Regions from separate parts of the Mus musculus genome. Here region 2 is linked to region 1. The links are chromatin contacts, called in public Micro-C maps. All regions are on one chromosome and are shown on one strand. Each heading gives the region's core, a stretch centred on a gene start, on an enhancer-like site or on the middle of the called end of the contact. The rest is flanking DNA. Distances are from core to core; before and after follow the strand shown.

Evidence for each region. A called contact is a pair of places that touch in the nucleus more often than the background predicts.
Region 2: a contact with region 1 is called in a Micro-C map of stem cell-derived neural progenitor cells, with 3 times the contacts expected there. The contact joins the enhancer-like site here to the promoter of Plpp4 in region 1. A contact is called at or near these places in 3 of 39 promoter capture datasets (embryonic stem cells, epiblast stem cells and neutrophils), 5 of 484 Hi-C or Micro-C datasets (the G1E-ER4 cell line, cerebral cortex, stem cell-derived neural progenitor cells and 2 more) and 3 of 115 datasets of contacts at active chromatin or transcription factors (SST interneurons, embryonic stem cells and neural progenitor cells).

What each region holds. Positions count from the first base shown.
Region 1 is chr7:129,255,615-129,262,672 of GRCm38.p6, forward strand. Plpp4 (phospholipid phosphatase 4) reads left to right here and starts at 1,480. Exons shown (of 7, transcript NM_001080963.1): 1 at 1,480-1,555. The coding sequence starts at 1,500.
Region 2 is chr7:129,302,371-129,310,016 of GRCm38.p6, forward strand. It overlaps Plpp4 (phospholipid phosphatase 4), which reads left to right. Exons shown (of 7, transcript NM_001080963.1): 2 at 5,254-5,362. Among named protein-coding and RNA genes, the nearest start is that of Plpp4, 49 kb to the left of the region's middle. Within about 2 kb of position 4,966, at least 24 of the 459 cell types and tissues checked have an H3K27ac peak or open chromatin away from gene starts, as enhancers often do. A contact at or near this core is called in cerebral cortex, neural progenitor cells, stem cell-derived neural progenitor cells and 1 more, where this site is marked.

The DNA of each region.
Region 1 (7,058 bases), core at 230-2,729:
ATAGGAATGCTAGGCCCAAGTCATGGAGAACAGAGCCACTTCCTCCTCCTTCCACATCTCTCCTGGTCTCCCTGAACATGATATCCCATGTGCCTGATGATCTATACATGCACTGCTCACGTGCCAAAGCCCTCCACAGACAGCAGACACTGCTTCTGTATCTTCAATTGCTGGGATGGTGTTCCTTCCACACAGCCTGGATCCCTCCCCACTGAGGCGCCTGGGCTCAGCTGTCTAAGGGCTGGCATGTGCCATTGGCAACAGGGTCTGCTTTCTACCTACTCCTACTTGGGTCCAAGTGGGAAATCTAGATCCCCAGGACCGGGAGCCAACTTCTAATCCATCCCTGCTCACAAAATCCTGAGAGGTCTTTCCTAGAATCCAAGAAAGATCCAAGTTCCCCAGAGACAACCCTACAAGTATGATTAATGACTTCTACGGGTGATGCAAATGCAAAGCCAAGACCAAGCCGCCGGTCCCAGGCTTGTGGTTGTCACCCCCAGGCCACCATTTATTTATATTTGAATTTCTGACTGAGTACTGAGACCAAGGCTCCTGCTTCTACTTGTTGCCTGATGATAGCCTGCTATGTGCAGGCAGGGATGCTAAGAGAGCTGCTGTTCATATCCACAGCACAGCAGCCCCAAGCCACTGATGGTGTTGGAGGATGCTGGAGGAGAGGAGAGGGTCCTCAGATACTACATAACAATGGTGGCATAAGAGGGCGGGGACCAAGTTCACATTGGCCCTCAGTTTGTGTCAGGGTTTTTGTATTCCAGTCTGGCACCTTCTGAGAGAAAGCAAAGATTGGGAGCAATCTTCTGGGAACTTTCTAGAATCAGGGGTGGGGAAAAGAAAATCTGAGGTTGGTAAGACCTAAGAGGGTCAGAAAGCAGAAAGGAAGAAGCGCTCCCAGGTGGAGCCAGAGAATGCCAGGGCTGTCCTGAGTGTGAGAGAATCCCCAAAGCGCCCATCTCCATGTCCACGTGCGGGTGTGCGAAGAAAGAGCAGAGAGCCAGAGCAGGAGTCGCAGGCTGGAGAGGAGGCGCGCAGCGGCCGCCGGCGGAGCGTGCTGCTGGGCGCGGAGCCCAGGGGCGGCCCAGTAGCCGGGAAGCCGCGCAGCGCGCCGGGAGGGAGGCGGCGGCGACGACAGCAGGGCATCCCCCAGGCTTCCCCTCCTGGGTCCTGGGCGCCAGGCGCAAACCCAGGACACAGAAACAGCACTGATCGCAAGTGAGCAGTGAGTCCCTGACGCGCCCCTGATCGGCGTTATCAGGAGTGGGACCTGAAGAGGCTGGTGTCTGGGTGTCCGGGAGCCCAGAGCGGGAGGCTGGGACTGAGCCCTCCCCGCCGCCCCCACCCCGCGCCCGCCTCCCGCCCCCGCCCGCGGCCTGCAGCGCGCCTCCCTCACCGCCCAGGCTCCGGAGAGCCGCTCCGGCCGAGCCGTGGGAGCCACGGACAGCGCCAGCTGCCGCTGCGGGAGCTACTCCGGCTGCACCATGCGGGAGCTGGCCATCGAGATCGGGGTGCGAGCCCTTCTCTTCGGGGTCTTTGTGTAAGTAGTGGTGCACCGCGGGAGGGGACCTAAAGACTCAGCCTCTGGGAGCCCCAACTTTGTTTGCGCTGCTGTGTCTCGCCGGGGCCTGGGTTCGAGATTCCCTCCTTGGTTGGTGCCGGGGATGTTCCATACGGGATCAAAAGAAATCCTCTCCTCCTTTTCTTGGGACCCTCAGCGCACAGTAATCCTAGCATGCCCAGGACTGAGACCTGCTTCCGTAGTAGCTCCTAGTCTGGAAGCAAGTCTGGCGGCCCTAGCTCCGATGCCCCAAGTCTGATCCTTTCACCAGCCCCGCGCACACCTGTCCCTGGAATTTAGGCTGCTCCTTAAGACCAGGACAGGCAGCCTGGCTCGTGCCCTAGGGAAGTTTCTCTCTCTCCTGTGATCTTTGAAGCTGATGATGGCAGTTTTTACTCTTGGCCCCTTCTCCCGACACCCCATGCTGTGCCCAGGCAGCCAGGGTCAGCCTAGGTCTCCTTCTATGTCCCTGGTTCCTGAACTGACAGCCCTACAGAGCCTCAAATAGGTGTCTGCGTTACTTCTCTGCCTGGAAAACTGTTGCCATGGAGGGTTGAGCAGGTCAGGATCTGCAGCAGGCTGCGGGGCTCAGAACACCAGGAGCTCCTTTTACATGTGACTGGCAGAAGCCCTTTGGGGACAGCATTGAAATGTTCAGGTGGCACCTAGGAATAGTCATTTCGGAAAAAAGGAGGGAGCCTGGTGCCATTTCTTCAGAAATGTCTGTGCTCGGGCTCCCCCAAGGAGCTTTCTCGGCTTTCTAGTCTCTTGGGTTCAAACCCACCTAGCAGGTAGCCTTAAGTTACCAAGGGGGTAACTGCGGGTTACCACGGCTGACACATCTGCACTGTTACCCCCAGTAGTAGGTCAGGTTTTCTCTTTCCTACCCATGGCTGGCTGACACATTTTATATATTAAAGTTGCACGGACTTTCTCGATTTACTGGAGTCTTGGTGTGTGTGTGTGTGTGTGTGTGTGTGTGTGTGTGTCCCATCAAGGCAATCAAGAAGCACCCCTCCCAATAAATTTCTGCCCCAACCATGGCAGGTAGGCAAGTGTGTAGTATAAAAGACTACTTCTGCACCTTGGGGTATATGCATAGAAAGGAATGCTTTTTAAATTTTATTTATTTATTTATTGTGTGTGTGTGTGTGTGTGTGCGCGCGCGCGCACATGCGTTTAAATTAGGGATTAAATTCATCCTGAGGATTCATTCATACCATCAGAAAAGACTAGGAGCTTTCCAGATGTGGGCCACCCCCTCCCCTTTCTGCCTGAACACTAGTGTTATTCACTGGGAACAGGGAGAAGGAACTTCAGTTGGATCTTGATGCATATGAAAAGAATCAAGCCCCTCCCCCTTCTTTCTCTCTGTCTTTCTACCTTTGGAGTAAACCTTCAAAGGCCTGGCTGCCGGTTGATTGCATGGGGGGCAGTTTTGGGTTGGCAGATAGGCTAAAACCCCACTCAATGATTAGGTGTTAAAAATGATAGACTGATGGTTAGTGCATGGTAGAATCTAACATTTGTTGGGGGGGGAATGTCTGTACAAAAGTAATGCAGGAATAACATGAAATAGGCTAGAAGGCTCTCTGCTTTAATTGCTTCCGGGAAGATTTATTTTAAAAGGGTCTAACCACATGCAAAATATTTATATGTTTTCACATTTCCTTTCAAACAGTCTTCCAAACACGTATGAGATGTTTTCAAATCTACAATGGCTCGTTTAGTGAATTAGAAAACTTGGTAAATTTTGTTTGTGTGTCTGGCTTTTTCTAAGAACATCATGTAAAAAACAAAACAACTAACCAACCAACCAACCAACCAATGAAATCACCCATCACTTTTCAGTGTTTTCCCCAAAGGCCCCTCCTGTGTTCTTTAGTGCGGGATCTATAATCACCTGCCACCACAGGATACATATGGACATTGATTGCATTTTGGCATGATTCTTGAGTTTCATATGAAATTGCCAATATTATCTATAAAGACCAGATTGGCACTGAAGTCAAGCTGGGGGTGGCAGTTTATGCAGATAATGGCTTCTGGGAGAACATAGGAGGAGAGGGGACACAGATGACCTCTTGTTTCCTCGGATAAGCTTCTGGTGCCTTGGCAGAGGCTAGCTTTGGCGAGGAAGTTCTCTTCTTCCCTTTGGCAGCACTGTGGTGAGGAGGGGACTGAGTGAAGGCTCACTGCCATCAAGACTGCGTTCCCTGCAGCCCTGGGACATCGGGGAGTTCCATCCAGGCAAGTAGAATCTGGTCTGCCTGCCACGCTGACCAGTGCAGACTATGCAGTCATCACTCATTTGAACTTGGCACGGATGCCCTATCTCCCAGAACCAGAAGCTAGTTTTAGACCAGGGAGAGCCTCCCCACCTCTTGCTAGCTTATGCTCTAGAACAGTGGCTCTCAATCTTCCTCAGGCTGCAACCCTTTAATACAGTTCTTTATGCTGTGATCCTCAACCATAAGATGCTTCTTTGCTACTTCACGACTGTGATTTTGCTACTGCCATAGATTGCAATGCAGATATCCAATATGTGTGGTGTGTGATATGATATGTGACCCTTGCGAAAAGGTCATTTGACCTCCAAAGGGGTCACGACCCACAGGTTGAGAGCTGTTGCTCTAGAGAACCCTCTCCTGGAGATGTGCTTGCATCCTGATCCCCCTTCATGCCTGGCAGCAGGCATGTCCTCTCAGCTGATCCACAGACTACTCCCTGTGGACTTTAAGTGAGGCCTAATGAGATGGGCCTTGGACTCATGGGCATGTCAGCTCTCTTGCCAACACTTGAGGAAAAACCCTTTGTCCAGAAGTCCAGTTTGATGCCCAGGATTTATGCATTTAGACTCAGGGAACAGTCTGCAGATGATCTCATCCTCTGTGCCTCTGGAGCAGCCCTGCTTCAAAACTTAAACAAGCAAACGGCAACGCAAAAGAAGAACAGTGAACGGTAACTGCTGCGACTGTGTACCAACTTTAGTTTAACCGAGGGGAAGATGCTTAGGGGAACCCAGTGTGGAGGAAACTTAAGAGGGGCCACATGCAGCTTTGAGGATACAATTAGTGTGCCCTGATGCTTTTGAGACTCAAGGACCCTACTGGTTTTATCTGGGGGTTGGGGCAAGTTTTCACCAAAGACTTGAGAGAATCAGCAAGTGTTTTCACAAATGCCAGCATGATTTGAACCTTCCTCAGCAGCTCTGAGCTCCTGGTCACCATCCCTGGGCGTCAGGTTTGTTGACATTTCAGTAACTTCTACTATAATTGCCAAGATGGGAACTTTCATTTGTTGAGGGAATACTACATGAGAAGTAGTGATGAAGGCTATCACATCTTGGGAACTGAGAGATGGCTCCGGGGTTGCAAGTACTTACTGCTTTTACAGAGGACCCAAATTCACTGCCTAAGACCCACATTGGGCATCTTACCAACACTTTTAGGTCAACTCCATGGGCTATAATACCTTCTTCATGCCCTAATGGCACCTGCACTCTCACAAGTACAAACCACACACAAGCATCCACATCACACATGATATTTGTAGGACTCCAGCCTGGGCTGGTTGTGGTAGCTCAGTTTACTGCAAAGGAGGAATAATTAACCCAGGGAGTGATGAGAAGGTGGAATGGATGCCAGAGAATGATGCCCAGGGATGGCTGCTCACCTACACATCCGGTGCCAGGTGTAGGAGACAGGCCTGGGCTCAAGGACATTCCTGCAGAGTAATGGCCTGGCAGCCTGTAGGCACAATTTGGATGGAGAACAGCTCACCAGGTGTGGCTGTAGACTGTGGATTTCATGGACAAGGTGGGGAGTTTTCTGATAGGAAATGAGCTTAGGATAAGAACATAAGGAGGCCCTTTAGGGATGTGTGTGTGAGTACGTGTGTGCATGCATGCATGCATGTGTGTGTAGGCCAACGTTAGGTTTTATTACTCAGACACAGTTCACTTTTTTTCCTTTCTTTCTTTTTTATTTTTTCAACTTCATCTCTTACTGGCCCAGAACTTTCCAAGAAGGCTAGGCTAGATAGCCAGTGAGTTCCAGGGATAGACCTGTCTCCTCCTTTCCACTGCTAGGTTTATTCATGTGCCACTATGTCCAGATTTTTTGTTTGTTTGTTTGTTTGTTTGTTTGTTTGTTTAACATAGATTCTGGGTCTCAGGACCTCACCTTTGCAAGGCAAACACCTTTCAGAGAGTGTCGGCAGCCTGGCTCCAAAGGCTTGAAACAGAGCCATCTGCTCAGGTATTTGCTCAGTGGTGTTAAAGGACCATTCCACTGGTCACACAGGTTTTGTTCACTTCCAAGGGCAATTGTGTGTGACTCTGCTCCACTGCAGAGCAGCGAAGTGTGTGAGTACCTTTCTGACTTGCTCTTGTACTGTGGCTAGTCATCTCCGCACTTGCCTGCTGTTGGATTGCCAATAGTGGGACTCTAGGGTTTAGGACACATCTCCATCTTCTTTCCTTTCCCCATTGCTCCCCATATGACCTTGCCATGAGTGTGACCTGACTTCCAATGGAGATTTCCCTAGAGATCTGAGTGTGCGCATTGGTGCAGAACAAAGCTACTTTTAAGGGTATCTGTTGACCACCCGTGTCAGAGTTACCCACAGTCCAGGTTAGCTCTTTATAACCTACAGACTGACATAAAGGAAGTGCTGGCGTCTGCATTTTGAGCAGGCATTCTTTCCATCCACTAGGCTTTAGGAATGTCTAACAAGTGAATATGGTCTCCTCTGCTTTTCTCCTTCTGGGCCATTTGAAAAAAAAAAAGCCCTCCTTGGCCCTGCTAAGAAATTAAATGAGGCCAGATAAGGAGCCCTACCATGGTGCACTTGGGAGAGGCAGCAAGAATTTCCTTAGGAGAGAGCATGAAGCTGTATGCCAACATATGTTGCTTTGAGGTAGGGACAGCTGGCATGGAGGCTCAAGATATTGCAAGTGGACTCTAGGACAGAAGGTAATTCTCTGCTAACTGAGATGTGGGGATTGGCTAGCTACTGTAGTGTTAGTCTGTTCTGTGATAGCATGCCTGTTGTAGTTGTGTTTGCATTTATAGCAGTTTCAAACAATATACTGGGGTCAAAGTGCTATAATAGAAGACCATGGGCTTTGGAGCTATATGGGTTCAAGTTTGAAATTTTGCTCTGTCACTAATTAGCAAATTGCTTTGGATCTCTGAACCTCAGTTACTTTATATGGAAAGAGGAGATAATAACTCACTGGATTTGATTAGAGTGGTGCTTTTAGCACCCACAGTAGATGCAACTGCCTTCTTGCCTCGTTCTCATTAATCCTTATTACATATATGTAGTGTTTGTGAATGGCACTGTAGTAGAGTTGTCATGACTTTGGTCTTTAGCCTTAGACTGACTGACTTTCTATCCTGAATTTGCCCCTTATAAGCTGGGTGAGTCTTTGGGCAGATTATTTATCTAGCTTAAAGTTCTGAATCCCCATTCATTT
Region 2 (7,646 bases), core at 3,716-6,215, 50 kb after region 1:
CTTTCCATTCTCAGAGAAGACAGAGACTGTGGTCACTAAGGAGGGCTAGTCAATAGCCTTCCAATTTTATTGTTTATTTTGATGCTTAGCAGGTGTGTTGGAGGGCATGCTGGTTTTATAATTAAAAGGACATGAGATTTCTTCTAAAATAATCTGAGGGGCTTCAAAGGGGATTTTATCAACGGAAACATAATAATACAAATTAGCCGACCTGGTTCTCAAATGGCCAGAATCAGGAGGCTCTGGTTTTTACTGAGAACATCGTCTCAACACATAGCAAGCACACTAATCCCCTGAGATTTGCTAAGTGAAGGCTCAGGTTGCAGGTCTGAAGTTGAGACAGACTCCCCGGGTCATGATCCCTTAGTGCTCATGGTTTAATCTACAGATGAACATCATGCCACCATCAGGAAAGAAGCTTGCTAGAAACACCAGCTTCCAGGCATTCTTGTTCCTAGATCTGTAATCACAAGGCTCTCGAGTGTTTCCTGGACACATTAATGTATGGGGTCCTATGACCCAACACACTACACTGTTGGATGTCCTCAGTGTGGAGTGTGCCCTGGTACATCAGTAACTAGAGATAGTACCTCACAGCTCCACACCTCATTGTGTGTGTGTGTGCACACGCGTGCACATGTTATTGTATATGCAGGTACATTTTGTGTGTGCAGGTGCATGTGGGGGCCAAAGGATCGCTCTGTCTTTCCTCAGACTTCAGTTGTTTTCAGATGACAATCAACCTTGGCTATTAATTATTATTTCTTGAGACAGAGCCTGCCACTGTCCTGGAACATTCTAGGTAGGCTAAGATGGAGGGTCGGTGAGCTCCAGGGATCCTCCTGTCTCTGCCTTCCGCAGTGGTGAGATTATGGACGCTCACTCCTGTGCCTTGCTTTTTTATGTAGGATACAGGGATCAAAATCTGGTCTCCATGGTTGTGCTGTTAGCATCTCCCTGACTGGATGATCTCCCCAGGCCCAGAACAGAACCAGACTTTCTACTTCTTGCTTTATAGCCTACTCCCAAGGATTTGTCCAGGGCTCCGTGTGCCCTCCCCTGGAAGCTCTGTTAATGTCTCTAGTGTTTTCTATCCTCTACATGCCCTCTTCTGACCCCATTTGCTTTTATAAGCCCTGGGTCCTCTGAGCAGCTGCCTTCCTGTCTGGTTTCTCTGAGGCAGACGCCAGTGGCTGGAGAAGGGACATCTATCTTTCTTAGCACTATTGGTCCCAGGGGATATGATTTGCCTGATAGATGTGGGGTTTTTGCTACAGCCACTCCGGGTACAGTAAAGGATTGTCAAAAGTCTCAGTATTTGCAGCATTTTAGAAAAATTGCACCTGACCTTTAGGACGTAAAAGTTTTAGACCAGGGACATAACTTGAGTAAAGTGTTTAACACAAAGGCATGAGGACATGTGTTTAAGCCCAGCATCCTCTTAAAAAGAAGGGCACAGTGACATACATGAGTGATCCCCGTGCTAGAGAAGCAGAACAGGTGAATCCCCAGAACTTGCTGCAGGTAGTCTAGCCTAGTGGGCATTCCAAGTCTCATTGACCCCCGTGTCAAAAAACAAGGGGGCAACATATGAGGAACAATATGGGAGGTTAGTTGACCTCTGGCCTCCACTAACACGCATGCATGTATACATTAACACCACCATAGGCAGGAGATAGAGAGATGCAGAGACAGATGTGTCTTGACTCCCAGTTCTTCCCCATGGCCTGCTTTGTGGGGAAGAAATGGGAGTCAAGGTTTTGGGGTCTCTGACAGTGGGCTGTGTACCACTACAGTTAGTGTCACCCTGTGGATACCAGATGGCGCTTCAGTGGTAGCTGAAGCCATATTCTTTACCATCTGCTTTTTTGTAGTCAAGACTTACTATATCTGTCAAGGGAAGGCATCTGTTTCCCTTCTCTGAAGAAGACTTTAAGATTCACCCGTAAGTGTGGTCAGACTGACTGCTTCATTAGTCTTCTCATTGTAACCGAATACTTGACTTAAAAATCCTTAAGGGATGAAGTGTCCTTTCTGGCTCATGGTTGGAGGATACAGTCCACCTTGGCAGGGAAGACAGAAGCATCTCTCTGAAGTGGTAGCTAAGGCTGTTCACTTATATTTGGGCAGATTGGGAAACTGAGCACAAGAAACAATGTGGACCTATAAATGTCATGTGACCCATTCCCTCCAGCTCCGTTCTACTTTCTAAAGGTTCCATAGCCTTCCAAAACGGCAGCGCCTCCTAGAAACCAAGTGTTCAAACACGAGTCCTTGGGAGTCATGAACATCCAAAGTATGCAGACGACATTATCCATTCTCAAGGCTGGATCAGGAGACGCCGTTTGCTTTGGTCTGCTTCTCTTGGGATACAGGATGAAATTCTCAGTACCTGGGGACTGGGGTGTGATGTGTCAGTCCTTCAGTTCAGCTCCAGTCAGGCTGCCGGCAGCAGGTGGCCATCTTGATAATGCCTAGTGCAGCACTATAGGCTCTATAGAAGGAGAGTGGCTAAGCAAGAGCTCTTCAGCAGGACCCACAAAATTTCCTGAGCCACAAAGTCATGAGCAAAATCAAAAATTTTAGGTTGATTTATAGAGTCATGGTGATCAGGATATTCTTGAAGGTTTAGCTATCACGAGCAGCTTATGTGGTGTAAAAATATCTTTTAGACAAACTTTATTGCATTTCATCTCATCTAAAATGCTTTTAAAATACCTGGAGGCAAGGATCAGGCTGTGACACAGTCAAAGAATATACTAAAAACTGGTGAAAACACACACTGGAGACTGGAGTGTGGTGGTAAGTGGAAAAAATACTATGTGTTCTATGCAGTTCACAAATCCTCCTCCCCTCCCCTCCCCTCCCCTCCCCTCCCCTCCCCTCCCCTCCCCTCCCCTCCCCTCCCCTTCCCTTCCCTTCCCATTCTTTTATTTATTTCTTCTCTTCTGTTTCCTTTTCCCTCTTTTTCTTTCTCTTTTCCTTTCTCATATAGAGCCCAGGCTAGCCTTCATTTGTTTGAACTCTAGCTTCTATTGGCTAAAAGCTGGGACTATAGGTGTGCACAACCACACAATGTTTATCTAGCACTGGGAATGGGACCTGGGGCCTCGTGCCTGCCAGGCAAGCATCTACCAACCAAGCTTCTTCCCCACCTCCATGTGTATTCTTTCAATTTAATTTCCATTCCAGATCTGTGAGATACGTTCACCTCACAAAAAGGAAACTGAGGCTCAGCGATATTAAGAAAAGCACTTTCTGTGCACCACACAGCCAGGGCTGGATTGAAACCCCAGGGTTGTCAATCAAGAAAATTAAGTCATCAAGTTTCTTGAAGTCAAGAATTCAGGTCCCTTAAGGGATTACTGGCGTCAGAGCTGGAGCCTGGGACCTGGAGAATGGTTTAAAATCCACACCCCCAGGTCCTATCCATACTGTTTATGGATACCATAACATACATCTGGCTAACAAGCCTCCAGAAGTTCTCACCCATCTCCAGCTGTGGCCTCTGATTTAGTTCCAAGCTGCCCCATTGCACCTGTGTACACTGCAGCCCCACAAAGGGCAGTGCTTTACTAAGTGGCATAGAGCAGCTTCATGGGAGGATCGTGCCACGGAGCAGTTCTCTGGTGCCCAGGGAAGTGCTCTTCAGATCCTTGCTTTGGAGAAAGTACACAGGGCCATAGCAGTTTTGCAGACCAGGTTCTTGACACACTTGGGATCCCATTCTACAATAGACACATTCTGGGCACAGGTTGGTGAGGGTTTGGCTGGTCTCTATGACAATTACTACCCTGGCAAATGTTTTCCAGGTGACTCTTTCATTTCAGGTGGAGGTGCTATTGTCACAGGGCTAAACAGATCTGTCAAAGACAGCTCTATTTATTTTTTATTTTTGAATTCCTAAGTACACAAATTCTTGGCATTTAAAACCCCACCGACAGTTAGATGTGAGGATGCAGAGAAGAGAGAATAGAAGGAAGGGCAGGAAGGCATATAGAAACAGGCATGGAGGATTATGGGTTCTTATAGATGCACATTAGAATTCACTGGGACGCTGGTCTGTTTGATGGTATTACTGTGAAGCTGCTCAGAGTGTATGTTAAGTTTGGCAGTATCAGGGCTTCCTAGTGGGGCCAGCTCTCCTAGGAGGCTCTCAGTCCACAGTCCTTGTATACTCACTGCTGAAAACGTGCATGAACGTGCAGACAGACTAAGGTCATATGACACCCAAGTTTAGGATACATAGTGAGGTTCCAAGGTGGACAGTTCTGCTAGAACCTCGCTCTTGGATGACTGTCCCTTTTTTGCCTAAAACAAGGAGAATTTCTGGATCCAGGACTAAAATAGGGGTGACTATGGGAAGACCCAAGTTTCTAGATCCTTTTGGCTCAGGATCAAAATTTCTCAGCCAGGCAGTGGAAGACTGGAACTTCTTGATGTTCCAGCTTCCAACAATTCATGCTTGAAACCATTCTGAATGAAATTTAGGTGGAGGCAGGGCTGGAAATGCTGGGCAAAGGCCGTTGGCTGAAGTCTGATTCATAATATTGCCTGTCTCCCAACCCCCATCACTTTTTTATTTAAGGCTTGCTTTTGGTTGTCCAACTAATGAAGAGCTAGCCCAGGCTGGGGATGTGCTAGATTACCATGGCAGGAGTAGTTCTCAGAGGGTAAAAAGACGAAGAGGGAAGATGCCTAGAGCTAGCCCATTAGCAGACTGAAAACATCCCGTCGCCTCACCTCATCCTTCCACTGCCCCCTAGTGGAGGTGAAGCAGCATCATGACCTCATCTGGACAATGGGAGGGAGGGCGGGGAAACATCCTGTCCCCTCGTTAGGTCCAGGGAACCTGCTGAGTCCACTCCTGTTTCAGATCTTTGTTCTCAGACACTGTGCTCACAGCCTGGCCGGGCCCTGGCCCCAAGTGAGCCGCTGTGTGATACTTGAGCTTTCAGCTCACGTTGGGAGCCTGGGTTCTTAGAGTCTTTGCAAAGCTGTTTCCTGGCTGTCTCCTTAGCCAGGGAATGAGTCCTTACTGCCATGGGTGACAGGATGCTAGAGTCTCTGTTGCTTTGTCTTTCTCTGGTTGGAACTGGCTGAGGCTCATCATCAGAGGCTCCTTGTTTCTCCCCTTCCCAGAAGTCGGGAAGACTCTTCTGGGGGCATGCAAACTATGGCTTCCCCTGGGAAGCCCTTTCCACGGCCCCTGAGTGCTCAGCTGTCATGTCCTTTTTCTCTGTTTTGTTTCAGTTTTACAGAATTTTTGGATCCATTCCAGAGAGTCATCCAGCCGGAAGAGATCTGGCTCTATAAAAATCCTTTGGTGCAGTCAGACAACATACCTACCCGCCTCATGTTTGTAAGTACCACGATTTGGTGGCCAGTGTGTCCACTAGCCCACCTACACACCAAATGGGCTTTGACCTTTGCTGTGCTAGGCTGAAGACAGTAGGCAACTTTAGAAAAAGAGGAAGGTAGCGCATCCAATTGAAACTCGCTTCCAGAGCATGACAGGCACCGATTGCTCACTTGAGAGACTGTGACTGTCCAACACTTCAGAAACAGAGCGGATTTGCCTACCTGACTTAAGTTGAATGTTTCCGCATAGTGACAGTGTAGTAAAGTCAGACTGGAAGCTAGTGACAAGAATTTACCGTCCCTTCTCCTTTCAGGATAAGCCTGAAAATTTCCAACTTGGGCAATACAGAGAGCTCTGCTAACCACTTGTCTGGTGATAAGATGACCCTTTGGTAGGCTGAGGTATGACTCATTAGGTAAAATGTTTTCCACCCAAGTGTAGAACTGGAGATCAAATCCCCTGTATCTATGTAAATGCTGAGTGGGTTTGATGACCAGTCTGTAATCCCAGCACGTGAAAGGCGAGTCTCAGCAAGTGTGCTTGCTAGACTAGCCAAATCACTATGTATGCGATAAGTTCAAGTGTGAGACCTTGACTCAATATGTAGGGTGGAGCACCATTGAAGAAGGCATTTGATTTCAACTAGTGACCTCTATACATGCTACATACACATGCCAAAAGGAATATATACATTTACACCATATACCCGGACATATACAAACAAACAAAGGACAGCCTACCCCATATCAAACACTAGATGTTATCTGCATCTCCTAGAACAAATGAGGAAACACCTAATCAAGTGACAGAGTGGGGTTACTCTTCCCTCCTCTTACCACACGGCAATTATAGCCTTTCCCTTTCCCTCCCTGTGTGCCAGTGCATATTAGAGACTACATTATATGGTCCTAGACTATGTCAGAGAGGAAGGGGTCATTACTATTCACGGCTTTCAGGGTCAGAAGTTCATCCCAGAGAGATGAAGGAATGACCCTGATGCCACAGTTAGTGGGTGACAGTGTATGATCTGGGTAACCAACTATGGAGCTCAACTGTCCTCCTTGAGACTTTCCTGGATGTTTGAGTCGGGAACTCCTTACTAGTGCTGTTATTCTTGGAGCATTGCCAGTGAGCAGCTCTGTAGCAGAGGAAGCCGTCACGTGCTGCCCCTTCACTAGGAACAATAACAAAACTTTCCTATGGGCTGCCTAGTGGATGGGAGGTGATTCCTTTTTGACCCACCATGACTGTTCCAGAACATTCACGACACACATTGGACTATTTGAAAGAAATGGTGTTATTTCACGGAGTAAAGTGTTTTAAGTAATGACAGTTGGAAAGATACCCATATCTGCAAATGAAGATGGCTGCTAACCTGCATGGACAGTCAGGTGTTAAGAAAATGGCTGCTACTTTGTGTGCACAGTCAGGTGTTATGAAAATGGATGCTACCCTGTGTGGACAGTGAGGTGTTATTATAGTTGCTTTCATAATTACTTTTCAGCTTGGAAAAAGAAAATAGGTTTCTGTAAATCTTAGAGAAAGTGAAATATTAAGGTCGGTTGGCAGTAGGGCATAACAAATACTCACGTATTACAATAAGATTCGTTTCCAATTCTATTCTAACTCAATAAATCCTAGATATGAACGAACTGGTATGTGGCTAATGTCTTCACAGCACAATTAGGGGAAAGCGTCTGTTTATCACTCAGACCCGTTCTTCCCAGGGCTTCACATTTCATGTGCAGTAAAAGGCAATTTGGAGATGAATGCTCATACAGGACACCAAGAGGAATTTGCAGCTCCGGCCTGGATTTATGAACAATGGATTGTTTTGAAGACTAAATGCAGACACCACAAGTGTTCTAGCTACAGACACAAGTGGGCTGAAACAATTTGCATATTGCCAGTGGTTGGAATGAGATGCAAAAAGGGCATCCAGCACCACACTTTCTGGAAGCTAGAAGTCGATTTGACTTCCTGGACTGGCTCACTCTCTAATCTTAAAATAAAACAAGCTCAACCTTTTCCTTAGTTAATAGTGGGTGATGAAGGACACTCTATCAGCTACAAATCCAGTGCAGCCCACAAGAGCAACAGGAGAGCAGAAACATCATTTAAAATACCCAAAACGCAAAGGTGGAAAATACTTTGTCATCCCATAATTAGATTTATTCTCCTAGACTTTATGAAGAGCTTAATAATATCTATTGTTTGTCAGCTTTGGGCCCTCAGATTTCCCAGTGTCTTCAGGAGAATTTTGACTAGAGAACATAGTCTCACT